Regions from separate parts of the Mus musculus genome. Here region 2 is linked to region 1. The links are chromatin contacts, called in public promoter capture Hi-C maps. All regions are on one chromosome and are shown on one strand. Each heading gives the region's core, a stretch centred on a gene start, on an enhancer-like site or on the middle of the called end of the contact. The rest is flanking DNA. Distances are from core to core; before and after follow the strand shown.

The links. Promoter capture Hi-C pulls out the DNA fragments that hold promoters and counts their contacts.
Region 2: a contact with region 1 is called in a promoter capture Hi-C map of second pharyngeal arch cranial neural crest, with 2.2 times the contacts expected there. The contact joins the promoter of Snhg7 here to the promoter of Adamtsl2 in region 1. A contact is called at or near these places in 10 of 39 promoter capture datasets (the 3T3-L1 cell line, 3T3-L1-derived adipocytes, the C10 cell line and 5 more), 1 of 15 datasets of contacts at CTCF or cohesin (large pre-B cells), 6 of 115 datasets of contacts at active chromatin or transcription factors (bone marrow-derived macrophages, craniofacial prominence, embryonic limb bud and 3 more) and 1 of 9 other capture datasets (embryonic stem cells).

Annotation. Positions count from the first base shown.
Region 1 is chr2:27,078,023-27,080,907 of GRCm38.p6, reverse strand. It overlaps Adamtsl2 (ADAMTS-like 2), which reads right to left and starts at 1,529. Exons shown (of 19, transcript NM_029981.2): 1 at 1,335-1,529.
Region 2 is chr2:26,638,808-26,641,692 of GRCm38.p6, reverse strand. It overlaps Snhg7 (small nucleolar RNA host gene 7), which reads left to right and starts at 1,449. Exons shown (of 4, transcript NR_024068.2): 1 at 1,449-1,635; 2 at 2,222-2,263. Snora17 (small nucleolar RNA, H/ACA box 17) reads left to right here and starts at 2,372; the gene lies at 2,372-2,503.

The sequences.
Region 1 (2,885 bases), core at 280-2,779:
TTCCACCTATAGGGTTGCAGACCCCTTCAGCTCCTTGGGTACTTTCTCTAGCTTCTCCATTAGGGGCCCTGTGTTCCATCCTATAGATGACTGTGAGCATCCACTTCTGTATTTGCCAGGCACTGGCATAGCCTCATACAAGACAGCTATAACAGGGTCCCTTCAGCAAAATTTTGCTGGCATATGCAATATTGTCTGGGTTTGGTGGCTGATTATGGGATGGATCCCCGGGTGGGGTAGTCTCTGGATGGTAAGTCTCCATCCTTTCGTCTTAGCTCCAAACTTTGTCTCAGGGCCCTTCTCTCTTGAGAGAACAGAGATATGGAGGAGGGGCAGAAGGAGGTACAGCCTGCACCTGGCTCCTGATTCCCTTCCAACAAAACAGCCCCTCAAACCCAAACACCCACCAAGGGTTACGGTGAATCAAATCAAGAGAGCTTCCAGCCTTGCTGCTCCAACTCTCAGAATGGCTGCTGCGCACCTCAATTTAAACCCTGTCCTAGAAAGGAAGCTAATGTAGCTTGTCCCAGGTGGGTGTCATCTGCTGGTGAGTTAGACAATGGGCTTCAGAAAAAAGAGGCAGCTTGCCCAAAGCCACACAACAAGGTAGCCTACTGCCCCCTCCCCCACCACACACACACACACACACCACAGAGCAAACTTAGGGACTCAGTCGCACCCAGCAATTCCAGGGGAAGAAAGTCTGGAAATGGTCAGCACCCTCGAAGCCCTGATACCAACTGTCCTACTGTCCTACTGTCCTTCTGTCCTTCTCCCTCTCCCTTTTTTTCTCCCTCCCTCCCTCCTTCTCCTGCAGGTGTCCAGGAGCTTGGTCAGCATCACCCTTACGTCCACCCACCCCCGACACTGAAGGTCTCCATCTGAGTCCCTATTTTCACTCCAGCACAGAGTCCCCATCTCACACAGTCCCATTAGCCTCCATGGCTCCCCAGTCCCTGCTGCTGCCAAAGACAGGTGCCCAGTCAGCCTCACACTTGGTTTTCATTAAGGCTCCCAGACACTGCTGGATTCCAGCCAAGTCCAGCTCAAACAGGATCCATCTCTCCCTAGGGTCCAAAACCTTCAACAGGCCCACCACAGCATGGCTTTGCAGACCAGACAGCAACTGCTAGTACCAAGGTTGTTGCCTCAGGACCACCCTGCCACTGTGTGGCATAGGTTGTTCCCCCCTTTCTCTGTGGTTGAATACCCTCACCAGGGGCTGGGACATCCCCCGGCCCCCATTCTGAACAGCTTGGCTGGTCTGGGATAAGCTACATCTCACACCTCCCAAAGACCACAGTATGAGCAGGGACAAGTATGTAGTGGCCTACCTCACCCAGGGTCAGCAGGTTGTCCTCCTTTTAGAGAAAAGGGTGAGAGCTACTGCCAGGTGCACGGTGCAGGAAGGTGAGTGCAGAGATGTGCGGGCTCTGCCTGTCTCTGGTCCTGCTTCCCCAGCTGCCTCCCTCTCCCACTTCAAAGAGCATTCAAGGGAGGGGGTTCCCAGGAGGGGCTCTCAGCCCAGTGGCTGCTCTGTGGCCGCAGCTGCCTTTATAGCTGTCAGGCAGACGGGGAGGAACTCACACTTCCCACCGCTGCTCCCCCGCCCAGCCTGCTGGCGGCTGGCCGGGCGCACACTTTAACCCGCTCTGCTCCTCTGGAGTATGGCCAGGCTGTCCAGCTGCCTGCTGGCTGCTGCTGCCACAGTCCAGGATCAGTGAGTGAGCCTGAGACTGGCTTGCCTAGGTCCAGAGTGACTGACCCTAATGGATCAATTAGCCTGAGGTCATGTGGAGGGAGGTTGGCAGTGGTGGAGCGGAGCCCCCTTGACCCACCCATCTAACTTCAGCTTCCAGAGAAGGCTGGAAACCATGTGATGTCCAGGCTTTCGGCTCCTGTTCACAGGGAAGACACAGAGGTCCAGACATTGCACGGGTGCAGGCCACCCTCCGTCCTTGGAAAACAGACCTGAACAACGGAGGAACTGAGATACATCCAGAGATCAACCAACCAATGGCTCCAGGGAGAGGAAGAGGTGGCTACAGCCTATCGACCAGATGTCTAGGAAGATCGTCGGCACGGGGTATTCTGCAGATGTTTGGTACCAGCTTGGCTGGACCCCACAGCAGCTGGGCAGCTATTGGCAAGCAAGCAGGACTCAAGAGCTCTGTCCCTGCTGAGCTAGAGCTGAAGTCTTATGAATCCAAGAGGACTTTGGATGATGAGATGTCTGCTCTGACATTTCCTGCTCTCTGAAGCACCCCGTCCTGGAAAACAGGCACCTTCAAATGCTAAGTGATTCTGAAACAACATCCCACAAGCTGGCTGAGCCATTTCATCCATGCCTCTGTCCCTGTAGTGGGGACTGGAAGTCCTCTCCTTTTCTCTGTCCCTCCCTCTTGTCCCTCCCTCTGTGCTAGATGATAAGCTTCTTCAGCTGCCTCTTTGGGCTGCTAAGAGTGATACCCTGGGGGAAGTCTTGTGTCTGACCACCAGACCGCAGCCAAGAACAAAGCAACCAGCAAAAACCAATCAGCACCCAGCCTCTCTGTGAGGCTTGAGTCAGGTGACAAGCATCTTCATCATCTGTACTTTACCGAGGAGAAACTGAGGCTGGGAAGTGGAGTGGTCTGCTAAAGCCACCAGTCAAAGTTGTGACAGATACAGGTTGCGGCGCTGCTCTGCCACACACCCTCTCCTTCTGCCTGGTTCTTCAAAGATGCTGGCTGGCTCTCCCAGCTTAGACTGCGACAGGGGGCAGAGGGTCAGCTCTCACTCTGCCGGTGTTCAGTAGTGACTGACCTTAAGGTATTCAGCTTCTGTTCTCTGTCACCCTGACCTCCCATGACCCTTATCCAGGCTCACACTGCCCCCCTGGGGCC
Region 2 (2,885 bases), core at 200-2,699, 440 kb after region 1:
GGTCAGGGATCGGGACTGTTCATCTCAATTTGCAATTTGATAAGATCTAAAATCACCCATGAGGTGAACCTCTGGGTGTACGGGAGGGCTTATCTTGATTAGGTTAATTGAGATGGAAAGACCAACTCCTTCTGTGTGGCACCATTCTCTGGCCTAGCTCGGATCCTGGAGTATAGAAGGGGTTATCTGAGGACCAGCATTCATCACTCTCTAATCCTTGACCTGCCATGTGGGCCAGTTGCTTCAAGCCTACTGCTGTTACTTCCCTGTCATGCTAAACTGCAACCTCAAACTGCAGCCCAAACACTTTCTGCTTAACCTGCTTCTGTCTTGGTATTTTATCACAGCTACAGAAAAGGAAATTAAGACAGATCACTAAGACAAAAAGTGACTGGTAACAAGTCGTGAGGCTAAGATAAGAGCCCGCTCCTTAGTGAACCAGGTTTGATTTCTAGCATCCACATGACGACTCAAAACCATCTGTAACTCCAGTTTCAAGGCTTTGGGCCACGCATAACAGTTCACCCCTCAAAATCTAGTTGTTAGAAGTTAGGGGCAGGAGGATCAGAAGTTCAACTTATCTTCAACTACATAGCAAGTTTGAAGCCTAGGCTATATGAGACATCGTATCAAAAAACAGGAAGGAGGAAGGGAGAGAGGGAGGTGGGAAGGCAGACAGGCAGGCAATATAAGGGTTCAAGAACTTGGGACTATTAACAAGTGTGGCTGGGCTGGCCCACCAGTAAAAGAAGAGTGCTCAATGGTGTGTCCCCAGGCCCACAATTCACCCCATCACCTGGGAGCCCTCATCAGTTTCAGGACTTAAAAGACAAATCTGTACTTGTGCGGGACACAACACAGCAAGTAGTCAGAGTGTATTATTTGTCTTCCAGCACTGTCCTGAAGCAGAGGACAGCCAACCTTCTAAAAGCTGCTGTGTGCCTCAGATCCACAGACAACCCCACAGGCGGGGCTAGTTAGAAACATCTGGAATCCATGAACTCCCTGGAGCTCCCTCCTGACTCATCCCCAAAGCGTCCTTGTAAAAGAGGAAACAACTGGTCACCTCCTTGCCTCCTAAATTCTGGTTCGTCAGAGCTGGCCTTTCCTCTTTGCGTGGAAGCTTTAGTATCACTAAGAACAGGGAGAGCAAGGCTGCCCCCACCAAAAACGAGGAGTTTCGTAAGAAGGCGCAGGACTTCATGGGTCGTTTGAAAAGTCCTGTGAGCTTGGTAACACTCGAAATAAGTCTCTGAGTTCTGCTTGGAAAGGCAGGATCTAGGATCAAGCAGTACAGAGTCCCATGAGCCTCTAACCGACTGGGCTATGAGAAGCGCCGGCGAGGAGCGAAGGAGCCACTAGAGGGCGCGGCACTCGGAGGACAGTGAAAGTCCCTCGCGGGCTGCCGTAGTCAGTACTATAAAGGACGTGGCGTGGAGATGCTCGGCCTCTCGGCAGCCATGGCGGCTCTATGTTTGTATCGCCATTGTTACCGTTGGGACGCCGCGGATGACCCTATATACCCTTGGCCGGCTACCGGGAAGACTGCGTCTCCTGACGATCGTAACGAAGATGTACCGTGCTTTCCTTCTGAGAGTTTAGTCGCCCTAATATGTGCAGCAGGCTAACCGCGTGGTAAGGGGAAGGGCGTTCACGATGTGCCCGAGGGCCGGGTGGACTGCCCCCAGAAGTCCCGAGAAGGAAAGCCGAGGCTCCTGTCTGGACTAGTACAACGCAGAAGCCCCTGGTTGGGGCTCCAGACCGGTCTCCCTTTCGTAGGGCTAAGGAGCACCAGGGAAAGACTCTGTCTATATTTGCTGCATGCTGAATACCAACTTGAGATAACTCAGATGTGAGACAGTACTCTGTCTAGTGTAATGCCGCTGAGTTGGAGAGAAAGAAAAAGGGGTTTTATTTGTAAAAAGCCTAGCCGGGCGTGGTGGCGCACGCCTTTAATCCCAGCACTCGGGAGGCAGAGACAGGCGGATTTCTGAGTTCGAGGCCAGCCTGGTCTACAAAGTGAGTTCCAGGACAGCCAAGGCTATACAGAGAAACCCTGTCTCGAAAAACCAAACCAAAAAAAAAAAAAAAAAAAAAAGCCTTAGCAAGGACAAGCCATGTGGACCCATTGGAATAGGAATAAAATACAAGTCTAGTGCAGTCCCCCAAAGTGATCCTGATAGGGTGTGTGCAGAATGCTTTCTTCCTTTCCTTTCCCTAGGAAGCTTGCCTGCCAGAAAGAAAGCGCCTGTTGGGCTATTAGGTGAGTTGGGCTATTAGGTGAGTTGGGCTATTAGGTGAGTTGACTCAAAGTTACTAAGATTCGCATTAACAGTCACGGTGTGGCACCCAGCACTTGCTTCATCGACACCCTGCTCCTAGAGGCGTTGCAGGTGTGGCTGCTGTGTCACATGTGCGTCAGTAGGTGGCAGAGAGAAAAGAGGCTATGTCTACGCTCAGTGTTCTGCCCTGTGAACGTCTGAATGATTTGTAGCCTGACAACACTCCTGAAAGCTGGAGGTGGGATTGTCCCTCCTAGTTTTTGACTGGCTTAGGTCATTTGATGGCTCTGCATAAACCAAATAGAGGGGCTGGTGTGTAAAGAGGAAGTTTACAGAGAAATTGATCTGTTGGAAATCATGAAACCAGGTCCTGGGACACAGCGTTGTGGCACATGTTTCTCTTATCCACCAGCTTGGGTCAAGAGACTGTCTCAAAAACAACAGTGGGTGGAAGCAAGGATGTATCTGTCTTAGTCAGGGGTTTTATTGCTATGAAACACCATTACCAAAGAGCAAGTTGGGGAGGAAAGGGGTTATTCCGCACACACTTACACTGCTGCTTGTTGCCAAAGGAAGTCAAGGCGGAGACCATGAAAGGGTGCT